Linked DNA regions of Zea mays: region 2 is linked to region 1. A link is a contact called in public Hi-C data. All regions are on one chromosome and are shown on one strand. Each heading gives the region's core, a stretch centred on a gene start, on an enhancer-like site or on the middle of the called end of the contact. The rest is flanking DNA. Distances are from core to core; before and after follow the strand shown.

What was found. Hi-C and Micro-C count contacts between places; a contact is called where the count stands out from the background.
Region 2: a Hi-C map of root tip shows a contact between it and region 1, with 2.3 times the contacts expected there. The contact joins the promoter of LOC541635 here to the promoter of LOC103645821 in region 1. A contact is called at or near these places in 7 of 25 Hi-C or Micro-C datasets (ear, leaf, leaf mesophyll and 2 more).

What each region holds. Positions count from the first base shown.
Region 1 is chr2:4,583,951-4,589,074 of Zm-B73-REFERENCE-NAM-5.0, forward strand. It overlaps LOC103645821 (ethylene-responsive transcription factor ERF003), which reads left to right and starts at 2,319. Exons shown (of 2, transcript XM_020548020.2): 1 at 2,319-3,302; 2 at 3,387-4,077. The coding sequence starts at 3,223. The coding sequence ends at 3,840. It also overlaps a transcript of LOC100191866 not described here.
Region 2 is chr2:4,806,933-4,812,056 of Zm-B73-REFERENCE-NAM-5.0, forward strand. It overlaps LOC541635, which reads left to right and starts at 3,079. Exons shown (of 12, transcript NM_001111390.2): 1 at 3,079-3,360; 2 at 3,705-3,933; 3 at 4,304-4,371; 4 at 4,443-4,471; 5 at 4,568-4,764; 6 at 4,843-5,055. The coding sequence starts at 3,709.

The sequences.
Region 1 (5,124 bases), core at 1,069-3,568:
TTTTTCTCACAGGCCGCAGAATATGCAGCGCACGGACGCACGGGCCGCGAAACTTGAGAGGCAGAGGAGAGAAAACCGGGCACCGGGCGCTGCTACGTGCCGTGCGCGGCTGCTACCGCAAGGCGCAAGGCCGCCGGGCGCCCGGCCAAGTCGTCGTCGGCGTTGCGGCGGGCGACGTTTCAATGATTGGTCGCTGCTCGTGGATCCGCTGATGCTGTCCCTGGCGACTGCCGTGGAGACTCGCGGTCGATGCCGGCGACTTCTCCCGCGCTCGTGGGGCGAAATTTCCCAAATGCGTCGCCGAGACGCCTCTGCGCCCTGCCGGGTGCTGCTGTCTGCTGTCTCTGCTGCACCGTCGTGTCGTGTGTCGGGACACGGATCGGCAGCTCGTTTTCGATTCACAATCATTGCCGTGCCCATCCGTGCAAACTGTCGTCGCCGTTGACTGACCGACCGGCCGGCCGCCGACCCCATCTGAGTGGCTGCCTGACTGACTGACTGCTCTGCACCTGCACGGTGCAAAAGCAGCGCAAGCCTATTTTGACCACCACACCACGCGACCTGACAGATGAGGAATTGCTACACTGGCGAAATTTCAAAACCAAAGCCCACGTTCTCAACATTTGCTGGGTTGGGCCACCAGCACGCTTGTTGTACCTTCACGACCCCAGTTCTTCTCGGGTAACATGGGCCGCATGTATCCCATTAGTTAGGCTTAGCTGAGTAGCAGGCCTTCTTGGCCCGTTGGACCGTTGATGCAGAATGCAAGCAATAGCGTATACGAGAGAGAGAGACAATCTCAAATCACACTCCTAATAGCGGACAAACCACACTCCTAATCCGGCTTTGATGGCGGTTTCACGGCAATATAAAGAGACAATCTCAAAGACCCATCTGAGCTAGCGTGTGTGTGAAAACAGCGTGCAACTTTGGATGTAATCTGAAAACGCCCCCACGGCTGCTACACTCGATAAGAAAAGGGAAACAATGATTGTTAGGTTCTTTTGCTTATCTCTTCTAGTAACCTCGTACTGCCTGAGTGTGTGCTTACCTCAGCTACGTGTACTCGACTAGTAACCAGCCGTCGTAGGTGAGACGATGCATCCTGTGCATGGCAATGATAGATTAACTTATTCTGTTTCACGAATGATTTTTTTTTCCAACAAAAATGTGCGGAGATGCATGGTAAAGTACTGTATCTGTCAAAGTGTAAACATCTCATCGGGCATCCTAGTCAGTTCGTTCAAACTTAAGTAAAAGACAGGCCATGCAAAGGTCAGGGCAGAATGAACACCGTCGGCAAGCGACCTTTGAAAGATCTGACGAGAAATGAAATGACAGCACCGGCAGCCAGTCTCACGTTCAGTCCATCGAATCCCAGTAGAACGAACGAGGTGTGAGGCACGGGCATCAGCCATCAGCTAGCCTGACGCATGACTGCGTCCATGTCCACACCTGGACAAATGTACGTTCGCAAATGGGTGCGTCTGACCGTGCCTGCAACTGCTAGCTAGCACGCACGAGCTGAGGGTACATCTCGATCTCCCAGTCCCATGTGTACGGTGCTTTGCTCGCCAGAGCGTACGGCACGCTAGCTACACCTCCTCCCACTCCGGGGACGTCCGGCCGTACGTGCACATTGATCGATCGGGCATATATGTCCGGCCGGGCGGACGGACGGCGATCCGGCCGCGCCTTTGTCCGCGACCGCGCGCGTTTGTGCGGCGAGCAAAGTCCGTTCACTGCACCTGCTGCGCCGTTCCGCGCGACGACGACGACGACGGCGCCGTGGTGGCGACCGGCGGAGCGGCCGCCCCGACACAGCCCGGCCATGCGGCGCGGGCATGGAGACCGCGGCGTGGCCCACGTCGCCATTCGCCAACACGTTCCCGTGCCGTGCGTCGCCGGCGGTCTCTACTCCAGCGCAGCAGGCGGCGGCCACTCAGTCCCAGTCCCAGTCCCACCAGGGAGATTAGAGTGGACGGCTGGAGGACGCAAGGACGGCTGCGCCCCGCGCGGCGCCCGGGGCCGGTTCGTCGCCGTGTCGACATGCGTGGCAGCACCGTCGTCCGATCGCGGATCGTGGCACGACACCTATGGTGACGTGCATGCATGCTGCTTATCGATCGACTTATCGTCGCGCGTCGGGTTTTGTGTCGCCTCTTGCTTGCTCAGTGAGAGTGGGCCGTAGTGGTGGCAGATGGGTGCAGGATTTTTTTTTTGAACTGGGTCAATGAAATTTCGATCATTGGAAACATATAATAGAGTTCATAAATGCAAATGATAGTACAGCTAGTTTTTTTATTAAAAAAAGGAATACACAATTTTGAATTCAAAACAGCGTAACAATATCATGAATTCATGATATCGTATATACCTAATACCTAAAAGAGATTTAAAGAAAGGGACAAAGGGCTAGAAGCACGCTGATCCTAAGTGTTGTCTATCGAACGGCACACGAAAGATTTATAAATGTTTAGGACGCAATGACCGTCTAGCTAGCTCTTCTCTTCCGTCTTCCCTTTTGCTCATGGTAAAAGTTGTAGACTAACTGGCCCTAGATCACCACTAGCTATTTCATGAATAATCAAGAGCGAACAATAATCGATCCGAGCCGAATCTGAATTCAACTATGATCCGCAGTTATCCGACCCCACCTCTGCGTCTCGCCGAAGCCGGCCTGTACTTGTGGTTCTGCCGTCGTCCCTGGGCCACTCGCCGTTCAGGTGTTCCGGCGACTTGGCAAGTGTACGTCACAGTGACCGGCGCAAAGGCAAAGCTCGCTCTGACCTTGCTCCATGTATCTGCAGGGACGAGCTAGCGTGTGCAGTCGTCGTACGTCGCCACCCTGTGTTAATTTGTACATTTGCCGTGGATGATCAATGCCAAATGGGTGGTACTACTAATAAGCTAGTAAAGCGTATCTCGCGAGCTGTGAGCATCCATGCATCTCCAACAGGGCCTGCGTATGATACGTACTACATCTACTAGCTGTGTTGATCATGGTCTCTCATCTATCTATATGATATGGCTAAGCTGCAGTAGAAGCAGTAGCTAGCATCTATATATCGATGTATCTCTTGCATTGCATAGAGTGTATACTCGCAGGCCACCCTTGGGCTTGGGCGCAGTATATAAGCTAGCAGCCGGCACCTGAAGCATCTCAAGTCCACGCACCACCGAACAGACAGAGACCGCGGAGCAGAGTGGCCGCCCATCGCCATGCCGAAGCTGCAGAGGTTCAGAGGAGTGAGGCAGAGGCACTGGGGCTCCTGGGTCTCCGAGATCCGACACCCACTCCTGTAAAGTTCTCTGGTCACTCATGCCATGTCAATAATGCATGTTCAGAGACGCGTGCGTCTGATGAGCTGTGAGCGCCTGTGCAGGAAGACGAGGATCTGGCTGGGCACGTACGAGACGGCGGAGGACGCGGCGCGGGCGTACGACGAGGCGGCGCGCCTGATCAGCGGCCCCGCGGCGCGCACCAACTTCCCCCTTACCGGCGGCGGCGGCGGGGGCACGCTCTCCCCGACGCTGCGCGCGAAGCTGGAGAAATGCTGCTGCACGGCGCTGGCGCAGGAGGCGCAGCACGGCGCGGACGTGCCGCGGACGGGTGCGGGTCGGGGCGACGACGGCAGTAGCCGCCGCGATCGCCGGCGGGACGGCGACGAGGAGGATGAGGAGGCCGGCGTGAAAGTCGAGCCCGACGCCGACGCCGACGGCGAGGAGTACATCGAGGAGATGATCAGGGAGCTCACCTACTACGGCCCTGTCGAGATACAGCACCACCCGTCGGCCGCCGGCGGCGGCGGCGCCTGCTCGAGCTCGGCGATCGGGTGACTGACGAGCTGCCTATAGATTGCTTAGCCGGCTGTGCAGTGCAGTCGACGTCGTTGTACAGCGTTTGTTTCGCTAGGCATGCAGGCACATTTAGCCTGGGGCCCGCCCGACCCGGAGGGATGATGGGCCCTTTCCTGTTCCTGTTCCTGGGCTGGGGATTCGGGGTTGAGCGAGAGCCAGAGCGGGAAGGGGACCAAAGGATCTTTCGGGATAAGGGCTCCTGATTTGGTTCGTTGATGTGAGGCTTGTTCTGACACTTGTCGTTTACCTCATTTGGTATCGCAGCTGAAGCTTCTTTATCTCTCCCTTTCCCATCGCAAATGGTTTCCCTCTCGACCACAAAGATGCACAGCACTATGATCACCGGCAGCTGCTGCACAGTGCTTGGTTGCTCGTACGAACAGAACAGTCAAGGCGGGGGCAGTTAAGGGGACGTCACGAACGAACCTCCAGGAGCGATCCGTTTCGCCGTATCCTGTTTGGCCCATGCAAGAACAGCCTGTGTTGTGCATGCGAAGACGAGCCCCGCCGCCCCATCCTATGAATCAACAGAGCATGCGTCCAGTCAGTGGTCACGTATCTTAAACCATGCAGTGGTGGCGCGATGCGACAGCCTGCACTGCTTCAAGCACAGAAAAAGAAAAAAAAAATTGTCAGCGTATTGTCGTTAAAAAAAGAAAAAGGAAAAAAAAAGGAAGCAGCTCATGCATGCGAGCACGCACAACACAGAAAGGCCCATAGCTCAGTACAAAACAAGGGTTACATGAGTACATCGCCTGAAACACCAGCGTCCATCATCATACAGAGAGAGAGAGAGAGAGAGAGAGAGAGAGAGAGAGAGAGAGAGAGAGAGAGAGAGAGAGAGAGGAGCAGCTCTCGCTGGATTTACTACCTGGTCGCTACAACACAGTCTGCTTGCAACCTGCAATACAACCAACAGTCTCTTTCCGACTGCGCAAACTACACACAGGACCTAACCAAATCCTGACACCGAAACCCAAATCAAGCAGCTACTGGTCCTGAACGACCAACTCTAACCAGTACGCGTGGTCACTGTAAGGCCTACGACTCCTACGATAATACAACATGGATACAGTTTGATGCACACTACGCATCTCGTACGTGGAAACGGCCAGTCATTGCTATAGCTCTAGTTAACCTAGCTAGGGATCATGTGTTGCCCCCTTTAATTCGCTATAACACAATATCCCCTACGTCGCTCTTCCTTCTCTCGTTGCGCTTCGCAGCACCCTTCTCTGTCCTCGTCGAACGTTGGGTGCCCTT
Region 2 (5,124 bases), core at 1,829-4,328, 220 kb after region 1:
TGAGGTTTGTATTCTTAAACTTATGCCCTGTGATTGAAATGTGTAGTGAGGAAATGTGAAGTGGGGAAATTTGAAGTGAGGAAATGCTTAGCCCTGTGATGAAATATTTGAAAATAGTCAACTGAATACTACACTTGTTGTTTTGATGCGATGAAATTTTTGAGGGCTATGGCTGTTTGAGCCTGTTTGTTGCTGTTTCATTGAATAATTTGACCTGGGGCTTGTGCGTTGAGATTAACAGTTTGCTTAGCCCTGTGATGTTTTCTTTGAAAACAGTGAACTGTATACTACACTTGTTCTTTTTATGTTAAAAAAATACTGAGGGCTATGGCTGTTTCAGCCTGTTTCATGCTGTTTAATTGAAGAAATTTACCTGATGCTTGTGTTAATGGAAGATGATCTACTTGATTAGCCCTGTGAGGTTTTCTAAAAAATGACTGAGGGCTATGGCTGTGCCATGTTTGCAAAATTCTCCAGTTCAGTATTATTGATATGGCTGTTTTCAGTCTGTTTGGTGGTTTCGAAAGATGACCCTGAACCCTCAGCTCACTTTGGCAGTCTGACTGTTGTGGATGTTTTCAGCCTGTTTTTGCAGTTGAGTTCAAAATAGTAGTTGCCCTATGATGTTTACAACTGCCTAGTACATATGATGATTTTTAAAAAAAAAACTGAGGGCATATGCATGTGTCAGCCAGTTTGGTTCATTTCATGGTATGTGGTTCATTTCATGGTATGTGGTTCATTGTTCAGTTGTAGCACCAATGGCTGTCCATATTCTAATTTTAATTTTGTTTTCAGGTGAACCAAAAACTTGCGCAAGCACTCAGATATGCCATGTCTCAAATGAGTGATACGGCTAAGAAACTTCAAGAAACTGCCTCTTTGTGCTACACAGATGAAGATGTTGTAGACGGTTTCAAGCTGACTCAAGTAGCTCGTTCAATGGACGAGATAGCTGAAATGCTTGAAGTAACTGCAATTGACTGCCATATCTTTATGTAGTTTTGTATGAGATGCCTAAAACACTCCCTTTTTTCAGCATGCGGAAAGACATTGTTCATAGCATTTTTAAGCCCTTTGCAGGCATCTGAACACAATGCTAACAAAGGCAGATCCCCCACAACCTTGTGCAACTGATGAAAGAACCATGTCCAGTTTTCTGTATTTTCTGCCTCAAAAAATCCATATGCTACTGGATACATCCAATTGTGCCCATCAACCCCTATTGCACAACATAGGTGACCATTCCACCTTCCATTGAGAGCTGTGGAGTCAACACTTAGGTATGGTCGGCACCCACCCTTGAAGCCAGAAATGCATGGACCGAGCGCACAAAAAAATCTACTAAAGAAAGGACGCCCCTCATCCATTTTGACATCAAGCTCAATGACACTATCTGGTGACTTTTGCATAACTGCTTCTCTCCAACGCCAAAGTAGCTGAAAGCTCTCTTCCCAACTTCCAAATAATTCCTTCAAAGCTTTCTCTTTCCCATGCCAAACTGTGTCATATGCAATTGTACAACCAAAAGTGTCCTGCAATGTAGTTTGAAGCTCCTTAGCACCCATATGAGGCTTCTTCATAAGCAAAGGAAGGGCACGTGCAGCAACCCAAGCTCCGGTAGGTGTAGTCGTCTTACGTCTACCACTTGATGTACAAGTATGTTTGTCATTCAAGACAATTACCTGAAACATTGGTTAAATTGTCAAATACCTATATTCTTAGAATTGTACATGTTAAATGAAATAACTATAATCTCAGCTTACTTGAATTGTAGGAGAACCTTTCGTCTCCGGTCTAGCATGAATGCTCCAAGGGCAATCAGGCCCTTTACAATACCCTCTAAATCTAGTCTTATTTGTTGCCTCAATTCCAAGCTCAAACTCTTTATTTATGGCGTATTGCCTAATTGCGAGTCTGAATTGCTGCATTGTTGCATACAAGCTGCCAGGCTCCATGACTGGATTGTTCATATCATATATCGTCCTAGTCTCATCGAGGACTGCATCAGAGCACGGAATGCCTTCTCCCAATTCATCTTCACAGGGAATGTTATTTCCAAAACGGGAAGCACTTGAATCATCTTCCCTTCTATCATCTTGAGAATGCAGTCCAAGCTGATAATATAGACCTTGTTCACTAGTTACATCATTTCTTCCTTCTTCGTTGTTGGTTTCTTCTAACATTATTGAATCCCAATCAATTTCATGAATTCCATGGGCACTCGCCTATTCACCAGAAACAGTTGTTATGTAATATGTAACTACTAACTTGCATACAATTAATTCAAACTACTGACCACTGTAGGCTGTGTCCCAATACAAGACAATGTCCACTCGTCTTCTTGGACAGTGTATGCAGTGGTTTCGTCGATGGTGGGAACTGCCTCTTGGTTGGGAGTATTATTCATAGTACACTGCACATAAAATGGTGCTCACTGGCTGGTAACCTGTAGTATTGTTTACTAAGCTAATTGGAACAGCGAAAAGGAAAGGAACAAAGCAAAGGAATTTCTTACCTGAGCCGGCGGCGTTGGGGGACTTCAGCGCAATGGACCACGGGTGCAGGAATCCGGCGACGCAGGGAAGGGCGAGCTCCGGAGAAGGACAGGGCCCAGTGCGCGGAGACAAAGACAGCAGCTCCAGGAACACGACGGCTAGGGCGAGCAGAGTTGGGGCGAGGAAGACGACGGCCAGGGCACAGAGAGAATGGAATACAGGACCTTCACGGGGAGATCTCCTTCACGGGCGAGAGAGGTAGAAGAGGAAGACGGCGGCAAGTTTCTAACGGCGCGAGGGCAGCACGGGCACTGCACGAGTACTAAACACCATTAAGCGCGCGCGATGCCAAATTTACAATTGGAGGGAGATTCCAGTGCCACCCGTTCAATTGTCACGACGGCGGTGCCAAAAGTTTGAAGCCCGCCGTAGACAGTGTCATGTTTGCAAAATTCTCCCCTCCCCCAGGCCCCAACTCGCAAGTCGCCTGCCAGCCCGGTTAGCAAGGAAGCACGCAGGATATTTGGTGCGCGCGGGCGGTGTGAGCGGTGAGCCTGCAAAAGCCAGCAGCAGCGAGCGTCGGTAGGGGAGCCCGGGCAGCGGAGCACACTTGCCCTCTCCACCTGGAACCCCGAGCAGGCTCCGCCGGCCACGGCCGGTGCCGCGACGACTCGGCACGCGCTAGCTAGCTAGCTGTTCCTCTTCCCGAGGGCCCCACCACTACCACCATCCTGCCGCCCGGCCTCGTGTGGCGGATGATGATTCCTAGGGAGCCGTGGCGGCCGGAGCACCCTTCCAACTCCTGATCCCGAGCTGACCCCCGCCATCGCAGCGGCGGCTCTGCCGCAGCGTCTGTGTCCAGGTGAGGTTGGTGCCCCACGGATTTGGAGGTGAGTTCTAGGATTTTCGGATTTGGTAGATGCGTGGTTAGTTGCTGCTGGATTGGGTAGGTTCAGTCGTGGATCTGGGAGTTCGATTTAGCTGCATTCCTTAACTGTTAAGTAAGTAGCTTTGAAAATCCGCTACACTTGATTGAAGTAAGTAGATTAGAGGAGCAGCAAGCTGGACACTGGAGTAGGAATTTGAGCCTCGTTTGCTTAGATGAAACCAAACTTAGTCCGTCTTGTTGCTGCAAATTCCCGTCTTTCGATCTATAATATCGCTCACGGCAACTGCTATTTTCCCCGCCTGTGGTCGTTGTCGTAGACTTATGATGATGGAGACCCCTCAAATCGAGATGGGCGGTTTCAAGGTCAACAGCCCGCAAGTGCCCAACGGCGTGTTGCGGCCCACCGTGTCTTCCTCCTGGAACTCGCGAGGGACGGTCGAGAGGGCGCTCAAGAGCATCAGGATCGTCATTTTCACTTCCAAGCTCAACTTGCTCATGCCGTTCGGGCCTGCGTCCATCATTCTCCACTTCACGACTAGGAGGCATGTAAGTGCTGATCATGGGACTTGAACTCTGCTGCCGACCTGCCGTGCTATTGGATTGGTCAGTGGATGGTTGTAGGGCAGTAGGGATTTACTGTGTGCCATCCTTTTGTTTCAGTTTGCAATAAAAACCAACACCAAATAACATGTATACATAAAGAATTTAGGGAGTAGCCAATATGTCACAATAGTGGAACTCCCCAACAACATGGCTAGTTTAGTTGTTCTGGTTATATGTGGTACTTGTACATGTCTCATCATCACTAGGAAACCTTCGTCAGCTGAGTTCATCGAGTGCTATTGGTGAACACCCCACCCCACCCAATTATTGTTAAATTAATGCTGACATGGTTCATACGACATTAAAATTGCAGGGATTGATTTTCCTTTTCAGCATGCTAGGAATAACACCTTTAGCTGAGCGTTTAGGATATGCAACTGAGTAAGCTGCTAAACTTTCTACCTGTTTTTTTCCTGCTCTATTGAGCTTTGATGCCAATGGTTGTTGTACAGGCAGCTTGCAATATACACTGGTCCAACAGGTATGCCTCTTTCTCTTTATGGCTAATAGCCAATTTGAAATAATACTAGATGAGGGTCCTCGAATGGCGACTGATTTCAACTTTCCTGAACTGCAGTTGGTGGCCTTCTGAATGCTACATTTGGAAATGCAACCGAAATGATCATTGCAGTATATGCTTTGAAAAATGGAATGATCCGAGTAGTGCAGCAGTCACTATTGGGTTCCATATTGTCAAATATGCTGTTGGTTATGGGTTGTGCTTTCTTTGCTGGTGGTGTTGTTCACCGCAACAAAGACCAAATCTTCAGTAAGGTGATGTTTGTGTGACTGTTTTTCTCTTCTTCAGTAACATGACATTTTGATATTGAGATTAATATTCAATCACTGCAGGCAACTGCAGTTGTCAACTCAGGTTTACTGTTGATGGCTGTCATGGGATTGATGTTTCCTGCCGTTCTTCATTTCACTCATTCAGAAGTGCGTCAAGGGGCATCAGAGGTTGCACTTTCAAGGTTCAGTAGTTGTATTATGCTTGTGGCGTATGCCAGCTATCTCTATTTCCAATTAAGTGGACGGAGCAACATTTACAGTCCAATAGGCAGTGTAAGTTTGATGCCTCATCTTATTTCTTCCTCGCTGGTGATAAGGACCATAACTGTGATGCTATAATTT